3 separate regions of the Rattus norvegicus genome follow, and regions 1 and 3 are each linked to region 2. Evidence: chromatin contacts called from public Hi-C data. All regions are on one chromosome and are shown on one strand. The core of a region is the stretch at or near the end of the contact, and the rest is flanking DNA. Distances in the headings are between cores, read along the strand shown. Region 1 has its middle 260 kb from the start of Trnap-agg28. Region 2 has its middle 170 kb from the start of Cyld. Region 3 has its middle 490 kb from the start of Trnap-agg28.

Region 1 (4,645 bases), core at 415-2,914, 530 kb before region 2:
ATTCCAGCTTGATGAAGGGACGGGTGGCAGAGTAATTCAATAGTGCACATCAAATACTGGAAAAATATATAATTCTGTGCAAATAAATACTTCCTCTTCTTCTTCCCAAAATGAAGTTGAAATCATAATGAGCCATGAAGAGAGAGAGAGAGAACCTTCAGAGTCTGCAGCAGACACCTACAGCCACAGCCTCCTTGAAGAAACCCAATCTTGTCCTGATTCTAAAAATCATGGTCATGTTACATTTCCAGATGTCCATTCTACCGTCTGTAAGGTTTGGAGAAGACCTGCTTCTCCAGATCATAGTGACGAGACAAGGGCTTCTTTACTTCCGTGCCCACAATGGGCAGGTCAAAACTCACCCCCTTATATAAACAAAGTCTGTCTTCTAGAAGGTCCCTGAGGAGTCACAGTCTGGCAAGCAAACAAGTCTGGGAACTCTGGCTTTAATGAAATCAAAAATTAATGCTCCCATTAAATCAGCAAGTAGAAAATAGGCCAGACTCACTAGTGATGCAGTGGGCAGGGATAAATGTCCCTGGGTCATACCCAGCTGGGCCTGCCAGGAAAAGGTTCTGGAATGCCCCTATTCAGCAAGCATCACTGGTGGCTCTGAGCCTGTACCGAGAGCCAGCCAATAGTCATCCAGAGAAATCTGCCCCTGTTGGGCAGTTTAGCATCTTCTCTGGATCTCCTCTGAAGACCTAGCCTGGCCGTGTTGACCACTTACATGGTTGGATTTCTTCAAGAGCACAGATTAGACTCCTATAGATAGGAAGAAGCAGAGGGTCCATTTGGCGCTACTCATTGTGTTAGCTAAACTGTGGGGCCATGATTTCTTTGCCCTGAGCCTGAGGAGAGAGAACCTGCCGACACTCAGTCCCTGTCCAACTGCTATTGAGAAACACTGGCAATGAGATCAGAGTTCTCCGTGCAGAGGTGAACATCTCCAGAACAGTTTGCAGGACACCAATAGCAGAGATTCTCTGTCGTGGGGTGATTCTGTGTCATATGCAGTGGCATGCTGAGTGGATTCCATCATAAAGTTGGAAGGGAGAAGTGTAACGTGGGTGGATATGCCTGAGAGCTTGTGAGCAGGCATGGCTGTCTCTGCCCATTCTACCTCCAGGTTCTTACAGGATGTGAACAGCGAGTTTCGTGACAACCAGGAAAACGTTTGTCCTTGCTTTCACTAATCCAAAGGCTGCAATCTGTAAGCTGCAACAAACCCAGCTAGCATTCAACTAACCACACATGGAATTATACTAAAATGTTCTATGTCAACACAGAACATGTTAGAAATCTCACATTTCCATGTGGACTCTTGATATTTCACACTTGAATGCCTGTCATGAACAGACTTAACACCAGTGGGCTGTATTTTGAGGCAGCCTGATGACGAGGTTGAGTGGAGGTTGTCCTTTGACGTGAGCTCCGCCACCTCTGGCAAGCCCTTCAGTGCCTGGTCTGATCACGTAGACACTAGCATTTCTGAGCATCCTGCCTTAATTTCTTCAGAATTCCTTTGCTAGGCTTATCTCGTGGGTCCACATCAACAAGCCAGCCGGGTGGGCTGGACCAGCACGATGAAAAGCCACTGCACAGAGCAGAACACCAAAGTCTGCGGATGACAGAGGACATAGGTCATGCCCTGGATCAAACCTCTGCTGTCTCCTCCCCCAGTCACCTCAGTAATCAGATCCCTGGCCCCCGGTCTGTTCTGGGGGACTTACTCCCCAGCTTGGTTAGGATGTTTCTGGCTTTGTGCAGCCATAAAGGAATTGGATTTAGCAGTGTTTGGCTTCTCCGTTCTCTTACTGACAGCACTATTTAATGGACAAACAGTTTGTTTTATTTATCTGACAGGGTTTCTTCGCATTGTTTAAGGTTATCGGCCCTCTCCCCTGCAGATCATATTACAGCTTGTGCCGGCTCGACCCTCAGCAGGGTTCACTCTAAATCAGATCCTTATCATTGCCTCGGTGATAAATAGAGGCCTGGGAGCCCACAGCCAGGTTATTTATTTAGTGCCTCTGTGGGTCATGTTTTATACAGACCGGGCTTCTTGTCAGCCCTTCGAGGATCCAGCTTAGGTTGCACTCAGGAACTAAAACCCAAAGCCCCTTAAATAATGTTAACTTAACAGCTGACGTTTTTATGAAATAAGTCTGTGCAAATGTGCAGAGGAAAGGGGACAGCAGAGGCAGAGAGCTGGAGGTAGGTTTCAGTGTGGGAGCCTGGATGTGGTAGGAGGAGCAAGTTGAGAGCCGAGAGCAGGCAGGTGTGTGGGTGGGTGGGTGTTTGAGATGACGTCAGAGGAGAAAGGAGAAACAACGCTTTAGTTTTTTAGGTTTATTCCAAACCAGCAAAGAATATTCCAAGTGGAGTTTGCCTTGAAGAAGTTTAGAAAGAAAAAACACTATGGGTGGAGCACTATGCCCCTCAGGGAGCAGAGAGAGCAGGCTGAGGTCTTGCATGGCAGGGATTACACAGGGAGGGGGAAGGGGGTTATTGTTTCTGAAGAGTACACAGACAAGACCATCTGGCTGGGCTGGGGACATAGAAGCATTTGGCAGAGAGCCTCATCTGTATACTGTTATTCAGAGGCAAGGTGTTCGTGTCATTTATGAATGTCATCACACGCCATCATTTCAATGTCCGTTTTTGTGCACACGGCACTTGCGCTGCTTTGTCGAGCTGTGTTTGACATGTAACTTTGTACATTTGAAATTGTCTTACAGCATTTTGTCTTTTTGAATATGTGAAGAAGAAGAAGAAGAGGAGGAGGAGGAAGAGGAAGAGGAAGAGGAAGAAGAAGAAGAAGAAGAAGAAGAAGAAGAAGAAGAAGAAGAAGAAGAAGAGGAGGAGGAGGAGGAGGAGGAGGAGGAGGAGGAGGAGGAGGAGGCAGGAAGAGGAGGAGGAAGAGGAAGAGGAAGAAGAGGAAGAATAAGAAGAAGAGGCAGGAAGGAAGAGGAGGAGGAGGAGGAGGAAGAAAAAGAAGAAGAAGAAGAAGAAGAAGAAGAAGAAGAAGAAGAAGAAGAAGAAGAAGAAGAAGAAGAAGAAGAAGAAGAAGAAGAAGAAGAAGAAGAAGAAGAAGAAGAAGGGGCAGGAAGGAAGAGGAGGAGGAGGAGGAGGAGGAGGAGGAGGAGGAGGAGGACGACGACGACAACGACGACGACAAGAAGGCAGTAGTAGTACCAGTTGATTTCAACCTTCGAAGTTCTAAAAGGAATGAAGATCCCCCCCTTCAAAGGAATGTGCTTGGCACCTCTTCAGCTGGAATTAGAGAAGCAAGGTGAGAACCTGTTTGAAAGATATTCCCCCACCCCACCAAGTGCTTGCTATCTGAGAAAAAGCTCAGGAGACAGTTTAACCTGATTACCCTTGCAAAGCTATTTCCCCAGTTGCTGCTCAACACACCACCTTGTGCAAAGTGGTACGAGCCCACTTATGGAGAGGCAAATCCTGGCTGGTGAAAGGCCACATGCACACACCACTGCATCACAGACAGGCTTGGAGCATGGCTTTGTGATTGGACAGGGCTCTCTGTGCTACTGTGCTGGCATGGAACCTCTTTAGATGCTGGGTATTTTGGGGGAACTGGGAAGAGTCATTCAACTCATTGCATAAAAACACAGGGCAGGGAAAGATATGTATGAGGGTGGAGGTCCTGACCCGCACCCAGAAGATGCTATAGCTTGGCTTGTCCAACAGCAAGCATGAATGGAAGTCACCTGCTTTTGGAGGAAGATGGGTGGAAAACTGTGGCCACCAAGATAGGGGAAAGAAGTTATCACTGAAGTCCTATGAAGTCAACTAGAAAGCAAGGACACCCTTCATCCTTGTAAACCTCTAAAAGTGATGGTGCTTATGGTTTCCAAAATTATTAAGTCTTGTTAAGAAATGTTTCTACCATCTTTATTAACTTTGTCTAGTAACCCTTACATAGCAGGGATCTAGGGCCAGCCACTATTCTAAGCATTCTACAAGAACAGACCCCTAGGCATCACGCTTTGTTTCCAGGAGCTAAGCTTTCATGCTCCATCCCTGTCTTATGAATCAAGAAATTGTGCAGGTTAGGTAACTTACCTGAAGTCACATAGTGCCTGCATGAGAGTCAAATCCAGGCAGCCTGGCTCAAGTCCATGGTCCTTCTCAAAAGCTCTGGCAGCAGACAGATGCAATGTGTTTGGGATACATGGCTACCTTTTCAGGAGCCATGCTCAAAAGGGACCTGGGCTGTTCTTTGTTGAGTTTCTCAGGGTCTGTCTTTGCCACCAACACCTGTATGCTTACCTCATTGTGTCTGACGATCACTTTTCTATGATCTACTATGGACTTCCATCCATCCTTCTGGTTCTTGCCTTTGCTTAGACAGCATCCTTTCTCTGCACCTTAAATTCCTGACTGCTCATCTGGGCAGGTGAGATTCCTTGCATGCTTTTCTGGGGGTCCCTCGTCTCTTTCGTTTTCTGGTTCCTGATCCCTGGATATCTTGATCCTCCACTGTCTCTGCGCAAATCAGCATAGACACTGACTAATGAGACAGGTAGATACCCAGTGGATGTGTGTTGAAAGAATGCATAGAAGAATAAAGGACAACATGCCAAGACTATGTGCCTGTTCCACTGGGGCCTGCTCCTGC
Region 2 (4,882 bases), core at 450-2,949:
TTGCTATACCTCTGTCCTAAGGATGACAGCCAGAAGGGCCCTTTGTAGAGGAGAGATGGCTACCCAACCTTAACTTGTGTTTTGTCAGATCTGCTGGATATGTCTACTTCAGAGTAGCTTGGCAGGAGGCAGGGGAAATGTCCGCATTCTGCTAATTGTCTCTGTAGTCTGTTGGGTCAGAGATCACAGACAAGAGGGACATGATTGCCAGAAAGGGACCCAGGGAGTCAGGAGACTTTCTTTCAGGAACTCAAATCTCTGTTCTAGTGGAAACGGCGCTATCCTTCCCTCCCTGTAGGGAGTGTCTCTCCTCCACAGCTCTCCCTAGTACTACAGGTTGGCAGTCTTTGGAGGGTACAGAAATGCTAAGCCAAAAAGGTTCCCAGTGTGGGTGACTGCTGGGGTATTTGTACATCCAGCTTCTAGGCTGTGAAGTAACCTGAAGAAGACTGCTTCAGCCAACTCTACCTTCAACCGTGAGCCACATGCAAAATACTTGACCAGACTCTGTTGGGCTTGGTCTGGTACTGTTATGTATTCAAACGCTAAATTCTGTACCCCAAGATCTGGTTGCCCCAAGGAGAGCAAATTCTCACCACACCAGCTTTGGTTATGCCAACCTTGTTCCCCAAGTTAGTTGGTCAATAGATGGCTAACACCTGTGATTGGGCAGTAGAGAGAGAGAGAGGTAGGACTTGGGGATCCAGTGGGTCTCAGGAGAGAACGGAGAATAGGGCATGACAGGAGATGGGCTGTGAGCATATGGCCAGTGGAAACAACAAGTAACAAGGGACATGTGACAGGGATGTAAGTTAGAAAAGGTCCAAAATCTACCAATCTAGACTTACAGCTTGTGAGTAAGACACCAGAACGGTGTGTGTTTTACACAAGCTAGATAGAATATGTAATTCCTTTTACAAGACTCAGCCTCTCGGGCCCATCAGTTCTCCCCCTGATGAGAATCCGGAGCCCAGAAAATGAGTGAGGATCCTTCTGGGTGACAGAATAAGAGACCACAGCAATGGAAAGAAATACCAGCTCCATAGACACCCCAAAACTGTCATCATTTGTCCTCTTATTCTCAATGCTGGAACTGTGGAACACAAGAAGACCTTAGAGAAAGGCCATTAACCAGGCAAACTGAGGCCACAAGTGGAAAGACAAGGAGCTCCAACTGGAAGGTAACTGGTTATGCACGCTTACTGAGGGGTGACTGTTCATGCCTCTCAGTCTGTGAGTAACTAGAGGATGCTCAGTTAGTCAAGGTACTTGGGGGGGCGGGGTTTGAATCTGCAGATCATGTATGGTAACCATGCTATGTGGACAGACACTCTCCTAACACCCACTGCTCAAGATGGCTCCTATGCCATTGGCATGTTCTTTCCAGACTCCCGAGTACTCCCTTCAGGTGCCAAGTCTAACGTGACCTCTTCAAATTCATAATGTGTATGAAATAAGCAGAAAGCAGCCCAAGGTGAGTCACTCATTAATCACAAGCAAAACAGGCCCCGACCAAGGCCATAGCAGGAAGCATAAAACAGAAAGGGGGAAGAAGAGTTGCCCAATCCCTTTATTTAATATTAACTACTTTATGTTTTTTTCATCTGAGTTCTGAGAATGCTTGCTTCCCACTCAATCCAAAGTCAATTGTCCTTGAGTACCTGGGTGCTAGCTGGGTGGATGGTGAATGCAGTGTGCCTTGGAAGCATGGCCCCTGAAAGGAAGGACTCACAGCTGGCAGTCCCACTTGTGGCAAGGGACCTTAGTAACTAAACAAGTTCTCAGTGACGTTTTTTGAATATGACCTGATAGGAGCAGGGGAAACCAAAAATGTTTTCAGGACCTGCCCTATGTCCTTGGAGTTGCAAATGTCCCTGGTTTGAAAATGACAAGTGTTTAGGAGTAAGGATGCCATCCATCAGTCCCACTGGGCTAAGGCCAATGCAGGCACACCCTTCCTCTGGGAGGAAGACTGAGGTATGTGTAGACTGCTCAGTTGCATTTCCCTATTTCTATCCTTTGCTCTCAACTGTATCACGTCATCGAAACTAGAGACAGGTAATGTGGGGGACCCCATTTTAGAGCATGCACGCCTTCCCAGAAGCAGGGCTTGAGGTTCTCTGCCTCTAAAGGGCAGCTGCTGCTTACAGATGGGGCATCTGCCCCCAGAGCTGCTGGTTCGTCTTGAGTAGAAGACTTGGAGTTTGGCAGACACTGCCCTTTGTGAGGCTGTGCTTCCCACCAGTCAGGGAGCCCATTGTCTCTTTCCAGCTGAGGAAATAGCTAGGCTCCAACATGCACTGATTAGTGTGTGGCTCCCTGCAAAGGTGGCAGGGCCCGACTGGTGTGGGTACGCCTCCTATGTCATTTGCACAGCATGGGAGTGCTATAATCCAAAGGTGCAATTCAGAGGCTTGTCTCCCAAAAGCCAAGATGAGGACAAGGCTGGAGATGATAATCAATGCTGACGCAAATTACCTGGTGTTTGCCGGAGCAGAATGGAGCAAAGGGAGCTTCAGGGGGAAAATCAGGTTGGCCCCATCTCCGTGGTGCTGAGGCTGGCTTGGCGGATGGGGGCTTGGGTAGGAGAAGTACTCCAGTGAATTTGGTTTGAGCATCATTTGGAAACCATGATTTATTTGCATAGAAGTCCCAACATTTCGCTGTAGCCAAATCCCTTGAGAACCTTCTAAGGTACATACCATTGGCTCTTATCCTCAGCATTTCCAAATGAGAGCATTGAGGCTGTCACGAGGGCAGCCATGTTTTCTGGAACCAGACATGATTGTGGTGCAAAGCCTGCTTGGAAATCAACTATCCCTCCACTTCAAGAAGAGGAAATTGATCCCAGGAAAGAAAGATCTGAGCCAAGGTCCTGCAGAGCACTGGATGGAAACGGATCTTTCAACTGCCTCTTCATTCTCCCTCTCTTCCTCCTTTAGCTCATATATTCATTTAACAAACATTCGTTGAGGACATGTTTTGTGCCAAGTGCTACTTCAGGTGCCAAACATCTCTAACCTTCCCTGGTAGGAGAAAGCACCAAACGAGAAGAGTGGGTACTAATCAAATAACCCCTGCTTGGAAGTTGGGAGGAGAGGGCGTGACATTGCATGGAGAGCCGTGAGTATCTTCATCTGTCAAACGGACTCTGTTTTCCCTGCTTCCCTTCCCACCTACACAGCTAGCTCACACAGGATGTTAGCAGGAAATGGACTTTTTATAAACATAAAAGCAAATTCTCCAAATGCTGGGTTTAGCCTCACTCTGATAAGCATTCAATAAATGTTTGTTGAATTGAATTGCCAAATTGAATTATGCTACAAAAATCAAGCAAGGATTAGCAAGAATTCCCAGCACTAACCATGGTGTTCATTGAGTTTCCCTGTCTGGGCAGAGAGGACCCAGGCTGGGTGTTTGTAAGAATGTACGAGCTGGGAGGACTCTAGGTACTAAGTTGGCCACACCAGCTATCAATTTTACAGAATGGGAAGTCAAGGCCCAGAGGGGGAAAAGGCTGTTCTAGATCATATATGAAGAAGGGTCAGAGACAGGAATGCCAGCTTCCTGATACTCTGAGTGACTGAAATGATGAAGAAGAAGATGGGGCCATCTTGTTCCCAACAAGCTAGAGTCTGCTCTGTGTGTGGAGAGTCCTGAGGATGGAAACATCTTCCAGCTGTTAATTAAAGTTCTATCATCAGATCAGTCCCCAAGTCCCCAGAATCTTTCACATCCAACACCATAAATGTCTGTGTCTGATAGATGTTGATTGCCCGCTCCATTTTATGGACTGGAGAAGCACCCACATTTCTCTTTGCTGAGCCACTCTCTCCCTCGCTGCTCTCAGTCCAAGAGGGTTGGGTATGGCAGAACCTACCCACTTCCAGAGAACACAGTCACATATCTCAGGCCCAGCCAATCAACTCATCCAGCTCCCTGACTGTCTTAGAGGATTCAGGGAAGAACGGGAGATTCAAAGGTGACCCAATGCCTGCTGACTTATGGGTAGAATATATCTTTTATGACTTATCGATGGAATATGCATTATTAATGGAGCCTAGGTACGCCATATGACCACACTTCATTTATTATATATAAGTACACCGTAGCTGTCTTCAGATACACCAGAAGAGGGCATCGGATCTCTTTACAGATGGTTGTGAGCCACCATGTGGTTGCTGGGAATTGAACTCATGACCCCTGGAAGAGCAGTCGGGTGCTCTTAACCGCTGAGCCATCTCTCCAGCCCCATATGACCACACTTCAAAAGAGGCTGAAAACATCAAGGTACGCCATTTTCCATTCCTATCGTCAAAACAAGAGGCCGTCCAAACGGCTGGATGAGCAAACAAGTGTTTCTGTCATCTTGTTCAATGTTGTGAAAATGTAACACTCAAGAGATTATGCCTGTCACTTGACAGGACCTAACTGTAGCTTGGCTTTTGCTACTTAGTGGGTCCTTTTTTCTTCCACCCTTCTCCACCTTTTTCCTTGCACCCTTTAGACTCCCTAACACTCAATAAGAGAAAAAAAAATGGGATAGAGAAGGAAACAGAGATCCCTGAATAAAGTCAGGGGTTGGAAAGGGGCAATAGTATCATTAGACTACTTACTACTGATTAGGGATGTTGAGTTTCTTGGGGCAAGTTTGATCTTTGCTGTCAGGATATTGAATTTCTTCTTGTTATTTCTTGAGTACAACTACTAACAAGCCATGTGCAATCTTCCCAAATGACCAACAAGCACCAATAACCCACCCATGCCTCTCAGGAGTCTAGTATTTATATAGCCTCTGAGAAGTCCCCAGAATTCCAGAAGTCACACAATCGCAGAAACTGTCTGCAGCTGGCGAAATCACGCCCCTGTTAGAGCATGAGGC
Region 3 (4,544 bases), core at 1,003-3,502, 770 kb before region 2:
GACTTTATTTAACTAGAGGAAAGTAGGACCTGGAAAGCTTATTTATCTTCACACTAGAGCTGTTTTATCCAAACAGTAGCACCCAGACACATGGTGCTATTCAGCACTTGAATTACAGCCAGGGCAACTAGGGAACTGGTGTGTGTGTGTGTGTGTGTGTGTGTGTGTGTGTGTGTGTGTCCAGGACTTTGTACATGATAGGCAAATGTATTACTTTTAAAAAATCATTTACAGACCCTACTTTGTATTTTGTCTAAGCTGGCTTAGAACCTCCTCAGACTCCAGAGTAGTTGGAGTTGAAGGTATTTGTTACTACATCTGACTGGATTCATAATTTACTTGATTTTAACAAACTTAACTCTAAATTCAAAAGAAACCATGTGGTTCATGACCACTGTAGTAAACTACTTGTGCGGAACCCAAAGCCAATGGCCTTGTAGCTTTGCAGACTTGTAGGGAGTAAGCTCACACTTGGCCCTCCAAATGTCTAACTTGCCGACAGGTTCCCATCCGTGGAGAAACCAGTAGTGATTTACTTCAGTGGTGCATGAGTTATCCATGATAAAACCCCAGGTTCATAACTCCATCAATGAAGCAGAGCAGAGGAGCAGAGAAGCCAAAGCAGCAGTCCCAATCATTCACCATAAAAGTCCTCACTGCCCATGAATCCTTTCCGCTGCTCAGATTTCCAGGGCCAGAGTTGATGATTCTAATTCCTTTCTCAATAATCCATGTCCTGACAATCATAACACAGAACCCTTGGGGGCTTATTTCTTACTAACCCGGCACAGAAAAATCCATTCTGGGAGATATTCTTGATGAGAGGATGGAAAAGCCATTGCCATAATTTGCTTTAGTGAAAGCTATGAAGAGCCCGAGTTTTATGAGAGCCTTAGTTGTGTCCCTTTATTACTGGTAATTGTTTCAGAACTTTCTTTGAGCAACTGCTGCAGAGAAGGGAAACTTTTGGCAGCCAGGAGTGAGGGTCAGATGGGTGGGATAGAACCTCACTGTCATCCAAAGAGATTGACATGGGAGGGAAAAAGGGAGAGAACATCCATCTCAGGTTAGTGACATCACTGGGATATCTCGGTAATGCTTGGGGTCTCCTAACGAGAGAGTATATGATAGATAGCAATAAGGTCAGTCAAGTGTCATGACTTACTGAAATCTTTGGGGAAGAGAAAAACAATTCAGAGGATTCTTGATTCTGGTTGACTAACACAATTTAGGGGTTTCATCAATATACAGGAAATACTTTCACATGATGAGGAAATGCCTTTCATGTGAGGTGGATTTTAATACCGTCAATAATAGTGGTACGTTACCAATATTACTCATGTAGACCACTTAAGTGATACAAAGGAACCAGCTCTTGTAATTCTACATTTGTAGCCCTGTACAGCACAATATGTATACAAGTAGCTTAATGAACCTGTGTTCATATATAAAACACAGATGGACTGTGGGAATTAAGTTGGGACCTTATATCTGTTTTTAGGATTTTCTTTTTAATTTCTTTTTCGAATTTCTGCACAAGTAACACGTGATGGCTGGCAACCATCAGCAACTCCAGTCCCAGAGGATTCAATGCCATCTTCCGGTCTCCTTTTGCACTGCATACGCATGTGGGTAAAACACCCACACCCATAAAATAAAAATAAATAAAATATCTCTCATAAAAAGCCAAATGCCTGAAGGTACGCCCTACTCTGTGTTCTCTGCTCTGTTTAGTTTCTACGGTGGTCTGTCAAGGATGGACTGTGATAACAAATATCTTTCTGGAAATCTGTTCTTAACTCCTAGGACAAGAGAAGCATCCTGTCCCCAAGAAGAACACATCTAATTGGTGTGTGCATAACTTCCTGTTTGACAAGGTGTTGCTATTCTGAACAACAGAATGAGGGGAGCACGGAACTGACATCACCATGTATTTACCAAGAGCCATGAGCCGTTCTTTATGGTTTCTATCTATTATCTCAGTGAGGAGCACTGCAGTAGCTCGGCAGCTGGCCTGTGCTTCGTCAACCTTCGGTACAACTGAGAAAGGAGATGTTTGGATCAGTAAGACCGTTGAATACATTGAAACAATGGGGAATGAAGAGAAAGGGGGAGAGAGCTGATTTTAAAATGCATCAGTGCCTAAATATAAGTGCTGTCTTTCTTTCTCTGCGTTCTGTTGCTATCTCCAATCTCTCTGACCAAAAGCAAACAAGGGAAGGAAAGAGTTTATTTGATTTTTATGCCTCCAAATCACAGTCCAAAGTACAGGAAAACCGGGGGCTTGGACTCAACACAGGAGCTCAAAGCAGCAACCGCGGAGGAAGGCTGCCTGTTACATTCACTTACAGGCTCAGCTAGTTTTCATATACAGACCCACCTGCCATGGCATGCCTCCACCCATAGGAAGACGGGTCCTCTCACGTCACCAATCAAGCCAATTTCCTACAGACAAACCAAAGGTCATTCTGATTCGGGCAATTCCTCCCTTGAGGTTCCCTCTTCCCTGGCCCTTGGCTGTGCCAAGTTGACAATGACAACTAACCAGCATGATCCCTCTGGCTATGACTCTTGGATCTCAGTATTATAAACCGTGGCTGAGGTAAAAATGTATGAAATAGCATAAGAAATACTAAAAAGAAATAACAAAGAGTGTTGTGACAGTGGCCATGCAAGGGCATGGGGCATGAAGGGAGGCATAGCCTCCTCTAGATGGGAAATGAAATGTCAACATATAAGGGAGTTCTAGACTTCATGAAGCAAAGGACTTGAAAGACACAATAAATAACATTTACTGTGGACTTCTCTTATCTTGCCAATAGTAATTAAGTGTGTAGGTGCTAAAGCCATGTATGATCTAGTGACCCCTCCCCCTTAATATCCTGCTCTTCCCTCAGAGATATCAATAGATATTTGGGGAACAACCGAACAAATGAGCCAACTAACTTCACATGCATTGCCCAGGATGCTCACCGAAGGCTGGAGGAGGGACAGACAAATCATGAAGCTACACAGCGGTGGGGAGGGAAGACAATAATGTGTGGATAGAAATAGGAGCACTGTGGGAAGATTTCAGAGAGCCAGAAGCTGGTCCACTTCATCTACCATACGAGAATCTTCTTTGCAAGTGGATTAATGGGGTGCATCGCCTCCAGGAGTCAAAAATGACTACTGGGGAGGAATTATCTCTAAAGCTGTTAAGTACCGGATGTCAAATCCCATCGCTACTACGTGTGGTCCTATCTGCTGAGTATTAACTCTGGCTCAAGCACAGAACGATCTCCATTTTATCCTCTGTGAAATATGGGGCATTTGCAAAAATTAAGGTTCAAATTGATACTGCAAGTACTCGCATGGGGACTGTCAGAGTCACAGTGACTCCTGGCAAGACTCTCAGCCTCACGCAAGGCTGTTGCCCTAGAGCTGAGCCTGTTTTCTACTTCAGTCTGCTTTTCTTTCTACCCCCATGTGCCCTAAAGTGCCGGTGACCCACCTGGGGCCTCTGTAATGTTCCCCTAGAGAAGTGATGAGGTGAGCCATTAGTCCTATTTAAGGCTACGGAAAAAGAGTGGCTTAAGCTTCAGAAGGGGGCACAGAGTACTACTCTTGGAAGGACAAATTAACACAGGTACAGGAAGGTTGTACACAACCCCTCAATGGAGAGCTCTCTTGGGGAACTCAGGGCTACAATGGAGTGGCGTGTTTCCTGCTATTCGATGTGGACATCGTGACTGGACACCCAGGGGACAAAGCAAAAGCCTTTGGTCCTATTGATCTGACCATATCTCACAAAAATATTCCACCGAGACAGCTATGACTCTTCCTAACCCTTGTGTTTCATGACAGTCTCTCTTTCCTGCTCCTTGAGCTCTATCTACCAATACAGGCTTCACCCAACGGAGAAAACATCCATTCCCCAATCTTACGGCATGGCTTCTTGAAGAAAGATATCATGTGACCCTATCATCTGAGATTCAGAAGTGAAGATTTTATTTAACAAAGAAAAAGGGAGGGGTGAAAAGAGGGTGGGGTTTGCGTTAATGACGTTATCAGGGTCAGAGCAAAGCAAGAGGGTTTGACACTGATTTTAAAGAAATTATTTCTGTTCTACTAAAAATTGCAGAAGCCAGGCTGTCCTTATTTGGCGAGGCTTGTGGGTTTTCCCTGAAGTGTGGGTAAGATCCATTTTTTAATTCCATAACATTTTCTGTAACTGACATGTGATTATAATACCACAGTTCCCTTTAATGCAGTCTGTAAAAACACATTGATTTTATAGCTCCCCAAACCGATTACATTAATATCTGTGCATAATTAGTTTACACATTACTAAATTACTGACAGATTAAAAGTGAAATAGTGCAGTTCATAGTCAGCGGCATAACTGCCAGAAAGGAAATTAATATGGATTCAAATGGTCCTCAGAGACCTACACTGAAATAGCAGAGATCTATAAAGACTGCTTGCATTAGGAAATTTCTATCAGCAACATGTTTGTGGTTGATGCTTTCCTAAGTCCACGAATAAGAGCTGAGCAGTGCAGG

What was found. A called contact is a pair of places that touch in the nucleus more often than the background predicts.
Region 1: a Hi-C map of liver shows a contact between it and region 2, with 2.3 times the contacts expected there. The contact joins two enhancer-like sites. A contact is called at or near these places in 2 of 12 Hi-C or Micro-C datasets (both in liver).
Region 3: a contact with region 2 is called in a Hi-C map of liver, with 3 times the contacts expected there. The contact joins two enhancer-like sites. A contact is called at or near these places in 3 of 12 Hi-C or Micro-C datasets (kidney and liver).

The regions. Positions count from the first base shown.
Region 1 is chr19:33,840,222-33,844,866 of GRCr8, forward strand. No RefSeq gene overlaps it. Among named protein-coding and RNA genes, the nearest start is that of Trnap-agg28, 260 kb to the right of the region's middle. Within about 2 kb of position 1,665, at least 2 of the 93 cell types and tissues checked have an H3K27ac peak or open chromatin away from gene starts, as enhancers often do. A contact at or near this core is called in liver, where this site is marked.
Region 2 is chr19:34,371,687-34,376,568 of GRCr8, forward strand. No RefSeq gene overlaps it. Among named protein-coding and RNA genes, the nearest start is that of Cyld, 170 kb to the right of the region's middle. Within about 2 kb of position 1,700, at least 5 of the 93 cell types and tissues checked have an H3K27ac peak or open chromatin away from gene starts, as enhancers often do. A contact at or near this core is called in liver, where this site is marked.
Region 3 is chr19:33,605,074-33,609,617 of GRCr8, forward strand. No RefSeq gene overlaps it. Among named protein-coding and RNA genes, the nearest start is that of Trnap-agg28, 490 kb to the right of the region's middle. Within about 2 kb of position 2,253, at least 1 of the 93 cell types and tissues checked has an H3K27ac peak or open chromatin away from gene starts, as enhancers often do. A contact at or near this core is called in liver, where this site is marked.